Linked DNA regions of Capra hircus: region 2 is linked to region 1. A link is a contact called in public Hi-C data. All regions are on one chromosome and are shown on one strand. Each heading gives the region's core, a stretch centred on a gene start, on an enhancer-like site or on the middle of the called end of the contact. The rest is flanking DNA. Distances are from core to core; before and after follow the strand shown. Region 1 has its middle 91 kb from the start of TMEM260. Region 2 overlaps TBPL2 (TATA box-binding protein-like protein 2).

What was found. Hi-C and Micro-C count contacts between places; a contact is called where the count stands out from the background.
Region 2: a contact with region 1 is called in a Hi-C map of liver, with 5 times the contacts expected there. The contact joins two enhancer-like sites. A contact is called at or near these places in 2 of 5 Hi-C or Micro-C datasets (blood and liver).

The regions. Positions count from the first base shown.
Region 1 is chr10:34,330,666-34,336,182 of ARS1.2, reverse strand. No RefSeq gene overlaps it. Among named protein-coding and RNA genes, the nearest start is that of TMEM260, 91 kb to the right of the region's middle. Within about 2 kb of position 2,527, at least 1 of the 5 cell types and tissues checked has an H3K27ac peak or open chromatin away from gene starts, as enhancers often do.
Region 2 is chr10:35,303,719-35,309,235 of ARS1.2, reverse strand. The region is part of intron 2 of TBPL2 (TATA box-binding protein-like protein 2); the gene reads right to left. Among named protein-coding and RNA genes, the nearest start is that of TBPL2, 5.2 kb to the right of the region's middle. Within about 2 kb of position 2,070, at least 1 of the 5 cell types and tissues checked has an H3K27ac peak or open chromatin away from gene starts, as enhancers often do.

The DNA of each region.
Region 1 (5,517 bases), core at 1,278-3,777:
AATGTCTGCCCTGCACTGGCCTCTAAGAGTGATGGGATAGTGTCTGTTTTTGCTGTCAAGAGTTATCAGCCCTCAGCACAATGCTAGTTCCTAGGAGACACTGAAACATTTCGGGAACTATTGGCTGTTTACATTTGTAAATTAACAAATGAGTAAATAAATGTAACTTTAATATTGTGACTTGGCTTATATTATTAAACTTGTGATATCTTCAATAGTCAATAAATATTGTGATAAAGGATCAGAAAATAAAGTCTATGTGTAACCACCAAGACAATCTTTCTCCAACTTACCCATTAACCTTCAAAGGCCGTGAAGCAGCCATTTCCTTCTCTCCTAGTATTTAAATGGCTTCTGAAGAACTAGCTGAACTTTGCTGCCATCTTGTGACCAAAGTTAATACCACAGTGATGAAGGCTCCATCTCATTGTATTTCAAGTTCTCTATTATCAATGAAAAGGCCCACCGTTGTGTTCTATCTTTGCCTAAAAGTGCAAGAATGTCTTGCCAGTTAATAGGAAATCCATGGTTACATCCACTGCCTACCTCTATTATAGTTTTTTTTTTTTTGCTTGTTTGCATAGCTCTCTCCTATCCTTCTTCCTTCTACATTCCAGCACCATGGTAAATGCTTAGTAATTTTTTATGTGAAGATTTATGTGAACAGTGAATGAATAATTGTTTTATATCAGAATTTGTGGAGCACAGACACTCAACCAGATACTAGCTATTATAGTTGTCATTAACATTATCATCATTATAAAGAGCCTTCCTTTGCAAAACAGATGAGTTAGATAAGACTTCTGTGACAAGTTCTGTGTGTGAGGACACCCATCCCAAACTCAATATAAATTTTCTATATTTTCCTCCTTTCAATTCTCTCTCTGTCTCTCTCTTCTGGAACACCTATTAAAACTACCTTTTGTTGTCATCTTAACCCTTTAAACATATGTATATATATATATAATATATATGTTTATACATATAAAGGACTATATATATATATTTATATTTACATATACATTTCTAATAAAATTATAAATGCCTAGTTACAAAGGAATTATATTTTAATCTCCTATAATACACAATAAACTCCCATGGACTGTACTAAAGCCTCTTTTCTGAAATGAAAGATATGAAGAAATATTTGCTCAGATATATTTTGTGTGAAGACCTGGGTAAGGAAACTATGACTGAAAACTAGCTATATATTTAAAGTAAATATTCAAAAATTTCATTCCTTGGGAAAATTCACACATTTGAAATCTGTCTTCTTTGAAATTGCGTAATACCAGGGAGTCTTTGTATATTTGAAGCTGGAGGATAGAAAACAAGAACCAAGAATCATGGCAAAGTTAACCTCTTTAAATAAAGCAAGGCAGAGAGATGAAAAAAAATTGGATTGTCCCCTCAGGAGAAGTTTGAAAGGATTGCATGCTATTTGAGCAATATACAGACTTATTAAAAGAACATATACCTTGGAGTCTCTGAACAATGTCTGCAGTAGCATTGGTTTCAGATAATTGAAGTTATTGAATAATCTAAGAAATGAAACCATGAGACTAAGAAGTTCATCATCAGCTGGCGATTAGCCCTCTGAGCATGACCGGGAAGTGCTGAAGCTGCCGGAGAACCCATTTCACTCTAAGTACCTGCTTTGTACATATTAGGTTGTCAACAAAATCCTATTGAATTCAAGGGGTCCTTGATTAGCCAAATTACTCTTCACTACACTTCAGTAAATGCTGAGTGAATGATTCTAAACATCCAATTAAAAAAAAATTTTTTTATTGAAGTATAGTTGATTTACAATATTGGGTTAATTTCCTGGTGTACAGCAAAGTAATTCATTTTATATTCTTTTTTCATTATGGTTTATTATAGGATATTGAATATAGTTCCCTGAGGTATACAGTAGGACCTTGCTGTTTATCTATTTTTTTAACTTTCTATTTTATATTGGAGTATAGCCTATTAACAATGTGTGATAGTTTCAGGTGGACAGCAAATTATTTTTTTTAAATACAGTAATTTATATCTATTTTACATACAGTAGTTTTTATCTGCTAATCCCAAACACCTAATTTATCCCTCCCCACCCCCTTCACCTTTGGTAACCATAAGTTTGTTTCCTATAAACATTCAACTTTGTGTCCAGTTTCAAACAATTAATTTAGAATAGGGATGCCCAGAAAAACTAGGGTTTGAAACGTAGTCTGCCATCTGATTGAGAAAAATAAAGTCTGTGAACAGAAATTTGAATGATTTTATGTTTAGCGGCTATGTAAAATGTGTTTTTTACTAATTTTATTACAAGCGTTGCTCATTTTCATTTTTGCCCAGAAGCATTCTGAGAATTGGCAGCTGTCATTGGTCCTTTATGTGGGGTGGCCTGGTTCATCAGAAATGGAATGGCTTTGTTCTGGGGAAAATTTTCCAGTCTCAGCTGAACATAGTCCAAGTACTGAGCAGTATGACCTCTTTGTTTCCCCTGCCTCATGCTTGAAAGAAGATACCTGCCAGCAATTTCCTGTGCTGACAGAATAGGAATAAAGCCTCTGAGCCAGAGGGGAAATGGGAGAACCGGCTGGATCAGGCTGGTCATTTGGAAAGACTAATGCTGGCTACGGGGCACCTGCCCAAGACATCACCTGGTTATTTAAAAACCTTTGTGTAGTTCAATGGGCTAAATGGGAGCACAGAGGACAAGGAACTATTCATTTCTCTCAGGTTTTACTTTTCAGAAGAGCCCTCAAAATAGAAGACTGCCCTATTTTGAGGGCACTAAATCCTCTTGGTGACTTTGGTGAAAGAGACATGAAATAAGTGATGAAGGCAAATGTGTTTCAGATGGTAAATAATGGCTCTTGGAATGGAATGCCCAGTGAACATCTGGTGTCCCTTTATCGTGAATGAACATCTGTCTCCTTGGTTAATAGATTACACCTGCTGACCCAGCCAAACTTCTGCCTACATCTAAATGAAGGTCAGAAGACTGAGGACCCACCTCAAGAGAGCCTGATATCATTTCTTAGCATTGGCCTGGACTTCAGGATTTTTTTAAGCTCCCCAAGTGATTTTAACACATAATCAAGATTGAGAACCCCAATGTAAGCACAAAGAGACTCTGATGGATTTGGGAATATGATTTACAAATGCATCAAAAACTGAAACAAACTAGAGATATGAATTGTTTATAGAATTTTATCATGAACTTAAAATATTTTATAGAATTTTGTTTACATTAAATTTTTAACAGTTTTAGACAGCCGTACGTTGAATTTATTGAGCTCCTGTCAAATTATAAATACACCCTGAGGCATATAATATCTTATCCACGGTGTCAGTGATGGACTGTTACTAACAAACAGAAGATAAAACAAGTCTCCATGTTGTTCACATCCCTATGCATGCAATCCTTTCCAACCTTTCCTCAGGGGACAACCTTATTATGGGTTTCCTGTGATTGAAGACAATCTGGGGTAACTATTTGGTGCTTCATTATTTTCTTATTTTTATAACTATTTATTGAGTCAAGTTTAGTATTTTTAAAACCTAATGATTTAATTAATATTAATAAATACTTTATTAATATTAATAAATATGACTGGATAACTGTGAGAACCTTTATCTTTGTATAGCAGGAGACAATTTTACTTATATTAGTAGAAATATGATTCTAGAAAAACTTGTTTTTCTGTGCTAGCAGAAAACTGCCTTAAATTAAAAAATGACTGAACTCTGGCACCAATAAACCATCTTCATGTAGACAATATCATGCCCTGGTGTCTTCAACTGTCTTTAAGACTTTGATTTAATGACTATTATGGTGCAACCACGAAGCAAACAAGAAGTAATAATGCTGAGCTGTAGTCCCAACCTACTGCAAACACACAGATCTACAACCACCTTCCACATATCAACTGTAATTAAAAACTCTTAAAACTGTAAAAAAAATGTGCCTATTTGAAATCTTTATTGGCTGCCACTTCATTTCCTTGTGACAAACAGACCAAGACATCAACCGAAGATGTAACTTAAGGTTATATTTTTTTAAATAGACAAGGGCCAAACAAATACAAAATATCTGTTCGTTTAGTAAAAACAGAATTTGATGAATCCTTTCATTCATTTATTCATTCATCCAAGGAGCCACTGTGTGATAAACAAGCATGGATTTCTCCTTCAAGGATAGATAAGATGAAACCACAAAGCCAAATAGCTTAGTCAGGAAAGCCAAGGAATTCTACCACTCCCAGTCTAAAATCTTTAAAAAAAGCTTTCATTATAGAATTCAGTATACATTTTTTTTAATCTTAAAAAATGATTTCCACAGATTTATTTTTACATTTATAGGTGGTATTTTCACTACAAATCATAATTTTTCTGGGCTTCAGTTCCTAATATATGAAGTTATTAATCAGGTCACAGAGGCTAATAAAAAAGAGACTGAAAATCATGGTAGCTTCAGTGGGTTAGAAAAGGCAAAGCTTGGTTTCTCTTTCACGTCCAAAGCTCAACAGGCACTCTGAAATACCTAAGCAGATCGACTATATAGAACCATAAATTGACCCAGGATGGCTAACTAGCTCTGCTATTCTTAATAGGTGACTTCCATCTCGGGGCCAAAGGTATGTACTACAGTTGTTGCTGCGTCCCATCCAGCAGAATAAAAAAAAACTTGAGAGCAAATAGCTACTTTACAAAGGAACTGACTGGAAGTTGCATGCATCTCTTCTGTTCACATCTTGTTGATTTAGACTTGGTCTCATGGCCAACTCTAGCTGCAAAGGAGCATGGGAAACATACTATTATTGGGTGGTTATATGCTCAGCTCATGGACAGAGGAGGCTGGTAGGCTACAGTCCATGGGGTCGCAAAGAGTTGAACATGACTGAGCAACTTCACTTTCACTTTCACATGCTCAGCTCAACCTTGGGGAGTTCTACCACTAGAATGAAGGGAAGAATGGAGAGTAGAGGACACTTAGCAATCTCTGTCATTTGAAGGGTTCAGACTAGAGGATTTTTAGTACTGCATTCAGCAATTAAATCCTACAACTCTATGATTTTGACAAGTGTCTGCTCTTTAGCTTTGAACCTGAAGTGTGTGTGTATGTATATGCAGATTGTGATTCAGTAGGTCTGGAGTGAGACTTGTAATTCTGCATTTCTTAAAAGCTCTTCTGATGATGCTGATGTTGGTGCTGTTGGTCATCAGTTAACACTTTGACTAACAAAAAGCTAACTCGTCCTGATAAGAAGGCAAATGCAAGTTCGGCTCTTTGAGGCAGCACATTACATCAGTAAACCATCCAGTGTCTCACCTTGTACTTCTGAGAGAAGTGGAAGCAAGCAAGGGTCACTTAGGTCACCACAAAGTTATCACCAGCATTGATAACAAACAGTAGCACAAATATCAATATCACACATGGATAGTGGATTAGGGAAAGACTGTATATGATGGGTTCAGAATACTTTCTGATACTAACTTATATACATTTTTAATAAATGGCCC
Region 2 (5,517 bases), core at 821-3,320, 970 kb before region 1:
ATAAGTCATCCTTTCCCTTTTCAGTGGATTTGGAGCATAAGAGTCAGCGTCTGGGAAAGAGCCTGGGTTAGGACTTAATCAAGAAGGCTCTGAAGCAAAGTCACAAATAACCTTCTTAGTAACCACAGCGTTGGCTCCCCGCTCTCAGTCCATGGCAAATTTTGCATGGTAACCGCTCCACAGTGCTTCCCTGATAATGCCAGTGCTTTCCTTCTCAGGTGACACTGTGCTCCGCATGAAAAGAAGACTTGTGTGTTTTAATTTTTGCAGAAAAATGGCTCAATTTCTTGTAAAATGAAAAAGTTAAAATTTCACAAGTTCTCTTCTCTTTTTGATTCATCCTCATTAGGAGATCCAACCAGTCCATTCTGAAGGAGATCAACCCTGGGATTTCTTTGGAAGGAATGATGCTAAAGCTGAAACTCCAGTACTTTGGCCACCTCATGTGAAGAGTTGACTCATTGGAAAAGACTCTGATGCTGGGAGGGATTGAGGGCAGGAGAAGGGGACGACCGAGGATGAGATGGTTGGATAGCATCACGGACTCGATGGACGTGAGTCTGAGTGAACTCTGGGAGATGGTGATGGACAGGGAGGCCTGGCATGCTGTGATTCATGGGGTCGCAAAAAGTCAGACACGACTGAGCGACTGAACTGAACTGAACTGATATGTACCATTAGAGAGTTTCTACGATAAAGAATACATTACTTTTAAGCCTGTAGATAGCAAGTGTTATGTATGAGCATAGTTTTGGCAGTTGTTACATGGAAACAGAACTGCATCAATCAGCACTGATTCTGGGCAGGATGGAGTTGATTTATCATTTCCCGAACTGAATGCATCCAGGGAAACCTCATCCCAGAAGTCTGCTCTACCTGCCCTACCGGGCACAGCAGATCAGGTTTTCCGGCATCTGCTTGGCAAAATATGTATAAGGGTTTCCGCTTCTGTCTTCTCTTTCACCTACGCTTTGTACACACCTTGCTAAAATATGAATCTTTGCACATGCCTGTGCTTGCATATTGTATAATTAGAGGCAAGTTGGGAATGACTCTCCAACACTATCTTTCCTGCCTCCAGAATTAACATTTAAAATTTTAATTCTGATACATATTCTAAGGAAACTTAAAATGTGTTTATATTTCTTATGCGAAATCAGGTAAACTTCTGAGACTGCAGCTGTTTACCCACCTGTGAAGGGTCAGTATTTCTAACCTGGGAAATGCAAGAAGATTGTTTTTGTTCTCTGCTTGGAAGAGAGGACTATGTGGATACATATTAGGAGGTGGTAGTGTTCGGTGGTTCAGTCTGAACTTGGCAGTTAGATCCAGTTGGAATCTTAGTTTCATCATGCACAAGGATTGTGGTTGCAGGTGTTATTTACTATCTATAAGCCTGAAGTTTCTCCCCTGTGAAATGGAGCTAATCACAGGTTTCTCTTAGATTTGTGGTGAGGATTACAAGCAATAATCAGTAGAACACAGTTCCTGGTGCTTACTAAGTGCCCAGTCAATGATGGTAGGGTTACCAGGAATATTATCTGCAGCCAAGTGGCAGTGACTGCCAGCCCTCACGTCTAATGGTGAACATCTTTTAGAAAACTTTAGAGTATTCTAAAACAAAAGAAAAGGAACCATTTCTTAAGAGCCTTGACCCTTTAGAAATAGCCCATGGGATCACAAGGGGGAGAGTATAGTGTGTAGAGAGAGCGAGCAGGGCAGTGAAGGTTTCCACATTCCTGAGAGGCCCTTGAGGGGAGCAGCCTTTGGGAGGTGAGTCAGCACACCTACCCAGTTCTGAAGAGGCTGCTTAGGGCTACTGAGTCACTTTTCCCTTAAACCAGGAGCCAGCCTCTCCCCACCCCCTTTCTTCCCTTCTATTTCAGAGTCACATCAATACTAAGAGGTACAATGAGAATGATAAAATATAATTACCATGATGACAAATCCACAGATGATGTTCTTTATGAAAATGGATTCTCCTTGGACATGCTGGCTCACTCAGAAGGGCCACTGAGTGACAGACCTCCCAGTTGTGCTTCTTGTAAGTCAAAGGGAGTAGCTGCTGGCAGAAAGGTCCTGGGAGTGGCCAAGAAGAGACTCCCCACCTTTGGGGAAGACTTGGGCGTTTACTCCTTGGAAGAAAAGCTATGATCAACCTAGATAGCATATTCAAAAGCAGAGACATTACTTTGCCGACTAAGGTCCGTCTAGTCAAGGCTATGATTTTTCCTGTGGTCATGTATGGTTGTGAGGGTTGGACTGTGAAGAAGGCTGAGCACCGAAGAATTGGTGCTTTTGAACTGTGGTGTTGGAGAAGACTCTTGAGAGGCCCTTGGACTGCAAGGAGATCCAACCAGTCCATTCTGAAGGAGATCAACCCTGGGATTTCTTTGGAGGGAATGATGCTAAAGCTGAAGCTCCAGTACTTTGGCCACCTCATGCGAAGAGTTGACTCATTGGAAAAGACTCTGATGCTGGGAGGGATTGGGGGCAGGAGGAGAAGGGGAGGACCGAGGATGAGATGGCTGGATGGCATCACTGACTCGATGGACGTGAGTCTGAGTGAACTCTGGGAGTTGGTGATGGACAGGGAGGCCTGGCGTGCTGCAATTCATGGGATCGCAAAGAGTCGGACACAACTGAGCGACTGAACTGAACTGAGCACTTCACTGCTGACGGGGGGCTGATAGAGCACTCACCCCTTCATAACATTTCCAAATGTGTCTCTGTGATGACTTTTTTATTTCAAGGCAACTTATCTGTCATTTTCCCCCAATATTCTTTACTCTGTGCAAGACACATCTTAGATGCCATGGAGGATACAGAGATGTCTGTCTTTAAGGAACTTTCAAAATTAGGGAAAATGACAAAATCCACCACAATAAAGATAATAATAATAATAACACTTACTGATATTTTACTGTTTCCAGGCTCTGCTTTAAGGCCCCTTCAGTGTCTTTTTATTTGGACTTCCCTGGTGGTCCAGTGGTTAAGATGCCATGCTTTCACTGCAAGGGGTATGGGTTCCATCCCTGGTGGGGAACTAAGATCCTGCATGCCATGTGACTAAAAAAAGTTTTGTTTTGTTTTAAATCAAAACAGTGCTATAAGAAAATGTAAGTATCATCTCAATTTCAAAGATGAGGAAACTGAGGTCTGTGAAAGTAAGGGGCTTTCTTGGTGTCTAAAATGATAAAGAATCTGCCTGTAATGCAGGATACCTGGATTCGATCCATGAGTTGGGAACATCCCCTGGAGAAGAGAATGGCAACCTACTACAGTATTCTTGGACTTCCCTGGTGGTTCAGACGTAAAGAATCTGCCTGCAACTTAACTAAATCCTTCTTGGTGTTATTGCATGCGTGTATGCAGGACTCATCTTAGTGTGAGTTACTTGGAAGTTACTTTTTGTGAAATAACTCACACAAAAATGAATCCTGCATACAAGCATGCAATAATACCAAGGAGGATTTAGTGAAGTGTCTTGATAGTTTGTAACAGGGAAGGATTACTTCCTGTGTATTGCCATCAGGGCATTCTTCACAGAGGAAGCAGCGTTAAAGCAAAGTATTGAAGAACATAGAGGGGTTGAATGGGCTTCCCAGGTGGTGCTAGTGGTAAAGAACCCACTGCTGGTTCAACCCCTCAGTTGGAAAGCTTCCCTGGAGGAGGGTTGGCAACCCACTCTATTACTTTTGCCTGGAAAATCCCCATGGACAGAGGACCTTGGTGGGCTGCAGTCCATAGGGTCATGGAGTCGGACACGACTGAAGCGACTTAGCCCACAGAGGGTTGAATTGTGGCCCCAAAAAAGACACATCCTCTTCCAAACTGGGAATGTGACTATTTGGAAAAAGAGTTACTGTAGGTGTAATCCAGATAAGGAGCTTGAGATGAGATCATCCTGGATTTTGGGGGGGCCCTAAATCCTATGACAAGTGCCCTTTTAAGAGAAAGGCAGGGGGAGATTGGAGACCCTGACACACAGGGAGAAGGCCATGAGGCGATGAAGACAGAGATTGGCAGTCCTAATTCAGGGGTGCTGGCAGCCACCAAACACTAGGAGAGAGGATGAAACAGATTGTTCCTGAGAGGACCAGTCCTGCCAGCACCTTGATTTTGGACTCATGGCTTCCAGGATTGTGAGAGAATAAATTTCTCTTGTTTAAAGCCACCCAGTTTGTGATAATTTATTGTGGCAGCCCTGGGAAATGAATACAAAGGGTATGTGAGAATCGCTGGGAAACAACAGCTCAAGCTAAGACACTGAAGTGGAAAAATACAGAGATGTGAGTGTGTGTCTCTTTCAGTTTGGTTGAAGCATAAAGATCCTGAAAGGGAACAGGGTATTGAAGATGGAGGTCATATCATATGATGGAGGGTGGTGAATTTCAGGTTAAGAAATCTAGATTTTATTTGCTGAGCAATGAGGAAAATTAATTAGGAAAATTAAGGTATCCCTGAGCTGGCAAGAGGTGATGTGTGAGTGTGTACTCAGTCGTGTCTGACTCTTTGCGACCCACGCAGGGTAGCCCTCCAGGCTCCTCTGTCCATGGAATTTTCCAGGCAAGAATACTGGAGTGGGTTGCCTTTTCCTTTTCCAGGGGATCTTCCCAACTCAGGGATCGAACCCACATCTCTTTGCATCTTCTCACTGGTAGGCGATTTCTTTATCACTACCACCTAAAAGCAAGAGATAATATGTATGTATACAGTTACTTCAGTCATGTCCAGCTGTTTGCAACCCCATGGACTGTAGCCCTCCAGGTTCCTCTGTCCATGGAAATTTCCAGGTAAGAATACTGGAGTGAATTGCCATAGCCTCCTGCAAGGGATCTTCCTGACCCAAGGATCGAACCCACATATCTGCATTGGCGAGTAGGTTCTTTACTGCTGAACCGCTAGGGAAGTGCAAGAGGTAATAGGGGCCTGAAACAAGGCAAAGGGATTGGAAGGAAGAAAAGGGACAGAGGAAGGTATCTTGTGGGAATCCAAGAGACTTGGCAATGGGTAGATCTCAGCCTGACTTGCTAAGTAGCTTGATCCGTATTTTACCTGCTATTGTTTATGCGCCTTTGTCTTCTGACCTGCATCACACTCACATGTTAAATGAGCTACCTCGTCTTTTGGCTGCCTGTCAAGTCAGATTATGAACTTGTTCTGGTCTTCTGGCAGTCAAGCTGCACTCTAGGTTGGGGACTTTTTCTGAATCTTGGGACTGCTTCTTTGACTAAGATCTACCCCTGCTCCTCCTACATGAGCTGGACCTCTGGAAGCTTCGGAAGCTGTTTCAGCACCCTTGGTCACCTCGTCCTGGCTCCCATCCTGCCTGAACTGGGAGCAGGGCCTTATTCCTGCTATGCTGACCTTATTCCAGCATTCTGTAATAGACCTGTCTTAACATTTGATGCAGTGTGTGATGGAGAGATGGCATGGATCAAGCCATGGCATCTGGAATAGGTGCAAATCCCAGAGCCTTTTCAGAGGTTGGACGCTGGTCACGTCTCGGAGACC